Linked DNA regions of Mus musculus: region 2 is linked to region 1. Evidence: chromatin contacts called from public Hi-C data. All regions are on one chromosome and are shown on one strand. Each heading gives the region's core, a stretch centred on a gene start, on an enhancer-like site or on the middle of the called end of the contact. The rest is flanking DNA. Distances are from core to core; before and after follow the strand shown. Region 1 has its middle 54 kb from the start of Gm27572. Region 2 overlaps Pde4d (phosphodiesterase 4D, cAMP specific).

Region 1 (5,165 bases), core at 1,548-4,047:
TATGGCTTTTATCTCATTGAGTAGGTCTTAACTCAAATCATAGATTGGTTGGTTATTCCCACCTTTGTGCCACATTGCCCTAGCATATTTTGTAGGCAGGACATCATTGTAGATCACAGGTTTTGTGGCTGGGTTATCGTTTATGTTTCTTTTTTGGTGGACTGCACAGAACCTTCCCAGACCAAAGACAGAAGAAAAGAGTGATGGCTTTATGGAGGTACTAGCTTGACAACTCCATGTTTCATGAGTTGTACTGGGTACTTTCTTCAACAATGGGGCCTTGCTGTCCATTTGCATAGAGCAATCTATTAGCTTGGAAGCTCTTAGCATTGTTTGGGGACTTCCATGGGACTCTTTTGGTCAATAACTCAGTTGTAATCCAATTGTATGCCTAACGCTGTATGGGTACTGGAACCTTTGTTCATCTATTATAATTGGTGTTAATAATGGCTTCTCACTTTTCAGTTCCACTTACAAGGAACCTGCATTTTTTTTTTTTTTTTGGCATGCCAATAAAGCCCCTTTACTGTCACATGGGATCTTTGATCTTGAATGATCTGTTTTTAAATCTGAGACATTGCACAAACTTTCCTAGGATTCTTTCCAGATTTAAAAAAACAAAAACAAAAACAAACTGGATCCAGAGGGATTTTGACATGCATGGTTTCTGCATTAAAAACTTTCAAGAAACTTTCATGAGGCAGGGGTAGGGGTGGGGAAGGCATGCGATAACCAGACATGTAAGTTGGATTTAAATGTGTTTTCCGCTAACTTCCTTGCTAATAATTATACAGGCAGTTTTATGTAAGCACTTTGGAAATTTTAGAAGCTTTTCCATTTCAGACTTAATATAGTTGGATCATAAATAAATATCAGATATGTTTTGGAGACACTAGAAACTAAATATTATGCAAAGGCTACCTTCTGTTGCGTCAGGGGCTCGGATTGTTTTTGTTAAAATATCTGGTATGAAAGCCCTGAGATTAGATGGGGTGTCAGCTCCCTGTATTTTTCTGCTATCGAATGTCGATGACTTCTATTGTTGGCAGGAACTGAGATTTCATTTCCCTTGGCCACATTCTGATGCTGGCTCACAGAAGCAGGTCTCCCTTTGCAGATTTTTCTGCTCAAGGTAAGCGAGAGAAGACATGCAGGAGGGAAGTGTGTTTGTGGCTGGAGGATGGGAGGAACCCAGTGAGCATCCTCAGAATGAAAGTGTATTTTTTTTTTCTCTGAATATATAAAAAACCTGCTCACACAGCCTAAGCGCCTCTGACTGGTATAATGGCAAAGATGTGTGTAAGTGTATGTGTGTGTGTGTGTGTGTGTGTGTGTGTGTGTGCGCGCGCGCACGCGTTGTCAAAATAGGACTGAAGGGTTTTTATTTTCTCTGTAGAGTAAAATGAATGTTTTTGTGGATCAGGTGCCTATGTGTCTGCCTTGAATTTATGAACTAATAATTCTGCTCCCAGAGATACCGTCAGATATTTTAACACTATGGTTTGTTCTGTGTTATTCTGGTAAGTGTATGACTTCGCTTTAAAATAATTGTTCTTGGAATTTCTGAGTATGAAGAAAAGTCAGATATAATTAACATGCACAGTGCCTTCTTCATCAAATGTAAGTTCCTGAAACTGGCTAATAATTTCATTTTCTCCTTACAAAATACCTTTTGCTATTTTCTCCTCACTGAAGCGAGTATAAACACCAGCAGAATAGAATCAAGCAGGTTTTATGAATGAAATCACAAACAAATGATAGTAAATAATATCATGATGGATACCAGCTAAAATAACTGAGTTGACATAGAGTGTAATAAATTAAAAATCTATATCCCCAAAGGATCGTGCTTAGTATTATAGGTACCTCTCAGGGATATAGCAGAGTCCTGTAGTTCTTCTGAAACCCTTAGGCACTGTTATTTAACTACACGCTGTTGACTAAGGAAACTGGATCCTGTAGCCTGGAGACCTCTGTGTTCTCAGCTCACCCCTGCTAATGCCCTCTGGTCTTAAGTAACACAGGGTGGCAAATATTTAGAGTGAGCTCTATGTATCTTTGGGATTTTTTCCTTCTCCACCATCGGCAAATAGCACAGTTCCTACCCCAGTCTGTAACCTTTGAGGTAACTTCCGTTGTTAAACACACAATGGGCTGTGTGGGTGTTTAATGGTCTTCCCACCCCCCACTACCACCCCCTATTTCAGGTAGCTATTCTCACTCTCGCCCAGTATAGAGTTAGTATTTCTCAATGATCTCATGTGTGCAGTTTAGAAAGCACAGCAGCAGGAGCAAAGAAATTAACAACTACAAACGTAACTAGCCTATAAGCGTGAGTTAAATAGAAACATGTCTTTACCATTGATACATATGAATGTCACTGGCTGTAAGCGCCAGGTAAAAATATACAAATAAAATACAGGTTTTAAATATGATTTTTTTGATTGTTGACATTATCCATGTGTTATTTTTAGATCCTCAGAGACTCCATATAGATCTTTGGGGGTGAAACATTGTATTGGAAAAGAATGAGAGCCTGCCATTTGCCCTGTTTCATACAAACTTGTATTCTTAATATCCAGTGTGCCTTAAGAGATAGAGAAAGCACTAAAAGGCGTTTGAGTATCCTGTGTTAAATTACATCAGGGCTGTCTGTCCCCACAGCTCACAGATCTGGGTCAGTATTTCCCCATTTTCTTTCGTATGTGTCACTCCCAGAGAACTTGGGAGGTCCTCAGGAGAGTGTAGTCACAGCCACTTTCTTCCTTCTTCCTTCCTGTGTCAAAGGGCAGGCAGTTTTCCTGTGTCCTCTGAGTCAGAGTTTAGGGAAGAGAGAAGGACTGGGTGGAAGTTGCTGAAGTGAGGGAGCGTCACCGGCCCGTCATCTCACAGCAGCAGAAGGTTTGCAGAAACCCAACTGTTTGAATTTTGTTATTAACTGTTAACATGAGAGTTGAACTGCTGGTTGCTTAGTTGCTGTGTATTTTTTCTGTTGTCATTTCTAAGATTGCCACCACTACTACTAATAGTCTGCCTATTATTGACTACAACCATGCAAGTGAATGATAATTTAAATTAGTATCTCAGCCAACCTACATTTTCTTGATTGATGGTACGACTTGATACTCATTTTTCTCTTTTAACAAACTTAGTCTGAATGTCTTTCCTTCCTGTTAAATATTCCCCACCAACACAAGCTTTAGAATAGAATGTTCTTATGGTTAGAGGACACTCATTTATCCAATCAAATTTAAACTATGTAAAAAATTATTGTGTGCCCCTGGCCGGTGAATCGGATCATTTCCATTAGACACTCTTCTAGAAGCAGAGCCTGACTTATGTATTCCTTGCTTTCTATATAATTGTTCTCCAGACATTTTCTCTCCTTCATTTATTTTTCCATGAGACATGTGGATGGACGTATATTTTCCCATAACTCAAGGAGTTAAAAACTCTGTCAACTTGACCCAGAAGAAATAGTGTTTTGCTTATTTGTGTTTCTTAAATTGTTAGTGAGACTGGGCAGTTTTTGCCTCCTGAGACTTGCCTATTAATATTCTTTGTCTATTTTACTCTTGGGAGGCTTATTTTCGAGTTAATTCTACGGACATTTAAAGACGACACAAGTAAAAATCTGTGGATTGGCTCCAATGTAAACAGTTTCATCTTTACTTTCGGCATTTTTCCTTTAAACAATTTTTACCTGTGAAATCTATTTACATGGAGTTAAATATTTTTTTGTTTTTTTTGTTTAAGAAGGAAACCACTTTATTAATTTTTATTCCATGTATGTATGTTTATACGATAGAAGGGCACGCGAATGCTGCAACACATGTGGGGAGGTCACAGGACAGTGTCATGGCGTGGCCTCTCCTTGGACATTTGTGTGGATTCAGGGGACCAGCTCAAGTCACCACACTTGTACTGCAAGGGCCATTGCAGGCTAAGCCACTCGCTGCCCCTCCGCCTTTGAAAACGAATTGCATGAAGACTAAGCATTGTTTTGTTTCATTTTTTGAGATAGAGTATGATGTAGGCTGGCCACAGCTTGCTACTTTCTTTCCTTTGCCCCTGTCTGCCACTGAAGGAGTGTGCCACCATGCTGAGTGCTAAGCTGTATGTGTAGTATGTATAGGCTCATGTATGTTGGGTGTGGAATTGTGTGATAGACCCCCGTGCCTTCACCATTGTGCACATTTGGAACTTGGTAGGAGTTGATGAGTGTCCTTCCATTTCCTCCTGGTTAGCCCAGGGTGACTCCCTTTTGATGTTTCTGCTTTTCCCAAGATTATATACACCTTTTCTACATTTTCTCCCACTACTTTTTTTTTTTTTTTTTTTTTGCTTAGTTTACATTTAAATATTAACCGATCTGGAATGTTTTTTCCTGGTGTTTAACAGTGTAACAATTTAACTGCACATGTCTTCCAGATGGTTTTTTATTTATCCTGACAATAATTCTCTAAGAAATTTATCTTTGCTTTTCAAGTTTTACCTTGAAAAACCAATATAAAGTGGCATTGACTTCTCTATCTCTGGTTGGCTGGAACTAATGCTTCCTTTAAATGTTTGATGGTTTGAATCACTCTTATCTCTTTTGATAATCTCTTGGCAGGCAGTTTTGTTAGTCCAGGTAATGTTACATTCTTCCACCAGCCTTATCTGATCCTAATCCATTTATAACAGTGTGGATTGGCTAATTGTTCTAACTCAGAAACTGGGTCATATGACTCCTCTGTTTGTTGTATTACTTCCTGCTATTTAATTATTATTTTAAAATTATGTTTATAAATTATATATGTATATATAATTATATTTATGTAATGTATAAAATGTGTGTACCTCTGTGTGTGACTGTGAATATGTATATGTATGTGTGGCCACAAAGACTAGAAGAAAGGATCAGATCTGTTGAAAGTAGAGCGTTTGGTGGTTATAAGCTGAGGACGTGGGTGCTGGAACTGAACTCCAATCCTTCGCAGGAATAGCAGGTGCTCTTAACCACCACATGGCCTCTTCTATCCCACTTTCAGCTACTTTTTAAAAGCCAAAGATGAATATTTTGGCTATGGCATAATCTTATATCTAAAATGCAATAGTATCTCAGCTTCAGGATGTTTATAGAGAAGCTCTACTCTGTTTTATTATTTTTTTTATTCCCCTCT
Region 2 (5,165 bases), core at 1,722-4,221, 220 kb after region 1:
ATATGACGGCTTTTGCCCGCACAGCTCAGGCTCCGGCTCCAATAGCTTTCTTTCAATGAATTCACTGCCTGGGGTTGTTTTCTTTTCACTGTAAAATTGAGACAGCCTCTCAAGCCTGGAGCACCTTCCAATCTACCAAAAAAGCCTGGAGCACCCTCCAATCTACCAAAAGGAGCAACCTCATGTTACAAAGCAAGCTCAGTCTAAAGGCACACCCATCGAGCCCAGGGAAGTGACTTGTTCTGCTAGGGAAAAAAACACATTTCTGGGCTTATTGTTATTTTAATTGCATACAGGAGAGTACAGAGGAAGGGGTGAGATGGCAGTGACCCTTAGCTTGTCCGGGGAATGACGTGTGCATGGAATCCTGTTCTGAGGGAGAAAAATAACTAAAAATAAAAGACATTTACTCAGAACCTCTAGGGCAAGGTGCAAAGAGCCTGTGCGGTAGTAGCCAAAATTAAAAATTAAAATGCTTGAGATCTGCAGAGCAGCTGCCATCAGCAGAGCCATGGGCTTTTTCTGGGTAGCTTTGTACCTGGTTAATTCTGACAAATTGACTCTGAATGCTAATTTTCTTCAGTATTTTGTGTCTTTGCTGGTGAGTTCTTTGTAGTCAGTGGATTTTTGCATTGACTTAATCCAATAAATGCTTAATCCAACAAATAACATACAGTAACCAAAATAGGATTGTATCTTTTCAAAGTGCTATTCAAGTCCCAAGTAGTAGGAGTTAAATAGACCTGTGGTCTGTATATACTATTTCTGTTGATAATCTACCAAATGATGATATAAAACAGAAAATAAGGCTTAAGCATGGTATAAGCAGTGTCTCAAATTATCTACTTATATGGATCAATGAAGAGAGATCAGCTCTGGAACTAGATACATACACAAACCTACAAAACAAACTACAAGTGGACTCAGCAAGTTGTTTTTATCAATGTTTGTGCATATACATACATATATGCATACATACATGTTTACATACATATATACATACAACTCGACAAAAATAGTCAAAGGAAAAAAAATGAGATCAGCTTGAGGGTTGGGTCAGAAATGGGAGGAGTTTGAGAGAGGGTAGCTGGGAGGAGCTGGAGGGAGGAAATGAATGGAGAAACGTAATATAAATTCTATTTCAATTAAACATACATGAAAATAAATAAATACAAGAAATTATTTATAGGTGAGAAATATATACTTCCACGTAGACCAAACTGGTGCTTCTGCCTCCTGAGGGCTGACATTAAAAGAATGTGTCGCCATGCCTGGCTATTTCTGTGCTTTAGAGTGCAGTTACATTTTCCATCCCAGTCCTTCCGATTTAGTTTAGCTTAGTTTGAACATGATTGGTATTCCAAGGGCCTGGTGTAAAGTCTTCAATGTGCTATCGGAAGGTGATGGAACCTTTAGGAGATAGGATCTGATAGAAGGTTCTGAGTTCACTGGAGAGATTTAAAGGAGTTGGAGATTTAAATATGATCCTTTGGCAAATCTTGTGTGAAATGGATGCTAGTGACTTGAATTTTCATGAGAGGATTATTATAACAGGAACAATCATGGCCCCTCCCGTGCTCTTTCTCTCTGATTTTTTTAGGGGGGTGTGATTACTTGGTTCTACGTAGGTTTCAAGTAGAATGTGTCAAAATATCCTGCTCTCACTAGAGGCTAGAAAAGTCGTTTGGCCTCATCTTGGACTCTGAATCTCTAAAATGATGATCTAAATAAACTCCTTCTTTATACACAGCACTGGTAGGCTGACTAATGTATCACCCTATTGAACAGCTGAAGGAGATATTCAACATTAGGAGTACAAAGGTCTAGTGCTATACTGGCCCTTGTGTACAAGTCTCAGAACTTCTTTGAGTCCAGACCCAGGTGGTTGCCTTCTTGGTGATACCTTTTAAATCTTGATGATGTTTCTAAAGATACATATTCTCATGAGCTCATAAGAAGAATGTGCTTTTACATGCAATGAGTAGTCAAGTTAAACTATCTCAAAATGATTGTTCGCCTATCATTTGCAAAGAACATCAGATGACACTTCACAATCAAACAATATCTACTCTGCAAAGGACTTTTTCTTAACACTGACTCTGGTTTTCAGCATAGTATATGAGTGTGATGATAGCATTTATATTTACAGAAAAGGGCTTACAGCCATCTGGGTCAGGGTGCAAGGTGGAGCACTGCGAGATCTTCCCGTTTTAGCAGGAGAACGATGATCATATAAAGGGATTTTCAGGCAGTTATTTTAAATTTCTTTTTCATTATTTGGACTTATTCATGCTTTGAGTAGTAAGTGGGACTGTAATTTCTAACCCTTTAAATTCTAATATCTAGCTTAACTTAGAATATTTAAGATGTGTGGTTCTTCTGAGTTTATGAGTAGAGAAATATTTGGATATTTGTTTTCTCACTCCATTTTCCAGTACAAATGAATTGTTTTTCTTCATAAAAAGGTATGCCTGCTTATACTTCCTCAGAGCACCTTTGTGGAGAATAGGTTTTCAATATTCATTTCAATTCTATTTCTCGTGACCTTACGTAGGCTCCAAGCTGTTAGATCTTAAGTATGTGAGCTCTTGGAGCTGAGCAGTAATTTAGTGACATTTGAATGTCATGCCTTCTCCTCAGCTATTTTGCATATTACAAGTAGACTAAACTTTAAGGTTTTTATAAAAAAAATTACAGAATTACAGTTGGTGATTGTGTCACTGGAACCAATTGCATTTTATTTGTTCTTGAATGGCCCATTGTACTGAGAACCAGGCATAAGTTTCTGTTCTGACAATTATGCCTTAGTGACAAGGTCGATTACTTGTTGTGACCTAAATGCTTACTAGAAGACACCTCCTCCTATATGAAGATATAAAGCAAACAGGGCCAAAAGTTGCAGAAGCTGTAGTAGCCTCATGCTGTGGAGCTGTGGTCAGCTTCTCCCCAAGGCTTGTAATCTCCTGAGCAACTTCCTTCTGAGGAGAGTTGCAGAGTGGAGAAACATCTGCAGGAGTGGCCTAGCTATAGGAATAGGGTTAGGGGTGCCTCAGAAAAGCCACCTTGCCTGGCAGTGGGCCAAGGATGGCCCTTTCCTGCCATGACTTAGGCCACACCTACTTGTCAGTTAGCAGTCTAGGAAGAGACTGAAAGCACAGTTGTGGCTGTTGGAGCCACATGTCCCCTCTGTGGTGGTGCTTCTTGCATGGTGGCTGCCAGCTGTAAGTGGATCAGGTATGTCGCCCCTTTCCTGAGGGCAACCCAGAACAAAGATGTAAGGCTGTGGGGTCAGGCAAGTGCAGAGTTGGGGGTGGGGGGTCTGAATTTAGGAAGATGTGGACATTTCTTTTTGGAATCAGAAGCTGACAGATGGTTGTGATAACTGTATCAATAAATGGCCAATACATGGAAGTTTGGCACTATACTTGGGGAATTGATGGAGAAAGATGTTTTTGAAAGAAAGATTAGAACTGTTCTGGGTGAGTTGGGATGGTCTAGGATCTATCCTGTTTTGTTTGCTCTACTCTGGAAGTAAAGTTCCTAAAGTTTCAAGTCTCTCATTACTAAAACCAAAAGTTGCCAGGTCACCAAAGTTCTTCCTAGGAACCTCCTTAGGGGTGAGTCAGACATTCTTACTGCAACTGCCACGGTACTCCCAGGCTGCTTCGGACCCCTGTCGTTTTTATCTTGCTCCACTCTTACTCTCTGAGCCTTCATCCCGGTACCTCTGCCTTCCCTGAGGTTCCTTGAAATATGCTGTGTACGTACACTCCTTCTCAGAGCCTTTCCACCTACATTTCCCTCAATTAGAATCTTCTTCCTCCAGAGGTCCACATGACTCATTTCCTCACGTCCCTCCTGTCTCTGTCCAACTGGCACTTTAGAAGAGAGGCTTTTATGGCTGTGCTGTCTAAAATAGAACATTCACACATTCCCCATCGCTTTCCTTCCACTTCCCCTGCCATCTTCTCCCCACCCCCAGCTCTTAGGACTACAGATTGCCACATCCTATTAAGTTGAATCATAGGAAATTGTCTCGCGGTGGGTCAGGAAGAGCCGAATGTTGACCATTTTGTACAGTTGAATCTAAAATAAATTTATTAATTTGTTTATTACTTTTATAGATTTTTTAAAACATGAGTTCAGGAGTTTGTTTGGATTTTAGTCACATCTCTAGAATTTAAAACATAGCAAGCATTTAGAAAAGTTCCAACAAATGAATGTAAATGAAGATGCAAGCTAGTGGGATTTGTTGAGAGTAAACAGAGAAAACTTAAATAGGAAGTGATTTTTGTATGTGTGATCTAGAGGAAACTGCAGAATAAAAGGATTTCTGAGAGAATCTAGAAAATTCTGAAGGATTTCTTTGAGGCCAAGTGAAATACAGTTTCTAATTTGAGGTCTGGGCTATCTATGGGCTTAAATTATAGGTTTCCCCCCCCCCTGGGTACTTTTTTGAAATTGAGACTAGGATAAATTATATGGCTTTAGGCCTTTTTATTTTTACTTGTGTGCATATGTATTTGTCTATGTGAGTATATGCCATGTTTGTATGGGTGTAGACAGAACATACCTGAGGACCCAGCAATACTGGGCATATACCCAGAAGATGCTCCAACATGTAATGACACATGCTCCACTATGTTCATAGCAGCCTTATTTATAATAGCCAGAAGCTGGAAAGAACCCAGATGTCCCTCAAAAGAGGAATGGATACAGAAAATGTGTTACATTTACACAATGGAGTTCTACTCAGCTATTAAAAACAATGAATTCGTGATAAAGTTGATTTTTATTAGGGAAAACAGTTTTAGTCTGGTTCTACAAAATACAATCAATGGTCTAAAAACCATCCATGCTGTGGTTCTAGGTCTTAGACAGAACAGACAATCTGTTCTATGCATATATGATAGTAAAAGGTAACAAAGGCATCACCATGAGTCAGAAATAAAGACGGAGTTGGAAAGCAAGGCATTTGAGTCAAGGCTGTAGCTGCTCTCTGAAGTGTCCCATATGCGCTCTGTATATGGCCCACATGCCAAGGATTGGTTTCAGCAACAAAGTATAGATAAGAAATGCAAAACTGCCGCAGGGAAGGGGGATGCCTGGAGGAAGGAGCACCCTCTCAGAGGAGAAAGGGAGGGGGAGATGGGGTGGAGAACTCT

The links. Hi-C and Micro-C count contacts between places; a contact is called where the count stands out from the background.
Region 2: a contact with region 1 is called in a Hi-C map of bone marrow-derived macrophages, with 2.8 times the contacts expected there. The contact joins two enhancer-like sites. A contact is called at or near these places in 2 of 484 Hi-C or Micro-C datasets (bone marrow-derived macrophages and macrophages) and 1 of 115 datasets of contacts at active chromatin or transcription factors (bone marrow-derived macrophages).

What each region holds. Positions count from the first base shown.
Region 1 is chr13:108,550,459-108,555,623 of GRCm38.p6, forward strand. No RefSeq gene overlaps it. Among named protein-coding and RNA genes, the nearest start is that of Gm27572, 54 kb to the left of the region's middle. Within about 2 kb of position 2,798, at least 12 of the 459 cell types and tissues checked have an H3K27ac peak or open chromatin away from gene starts, as enhancers often do. A contact at or near this core is called in bone marrow-derived macrophages, where this site is marked.
Region 2 is chr13:108,772,165-108,777,329 of GRCm38.p6, forward strand. The region is part of intron 1 of Pde4d (phosphodiesterase 4D, cAMP specific); the gene reads left to right. Among named protein-coding and RNA genes, the nearest start is that of Pde4d, 120 kb to the left of the region's middle. Within about 2 kb of position 2,972, at least 78 of the 459 cell types and tissues checked have an H3K27ac peak or open chromatin away from gene starts, as enhancers often do. A contact at or near this core is called in bone marrow-derived macrophages, where this site is marked.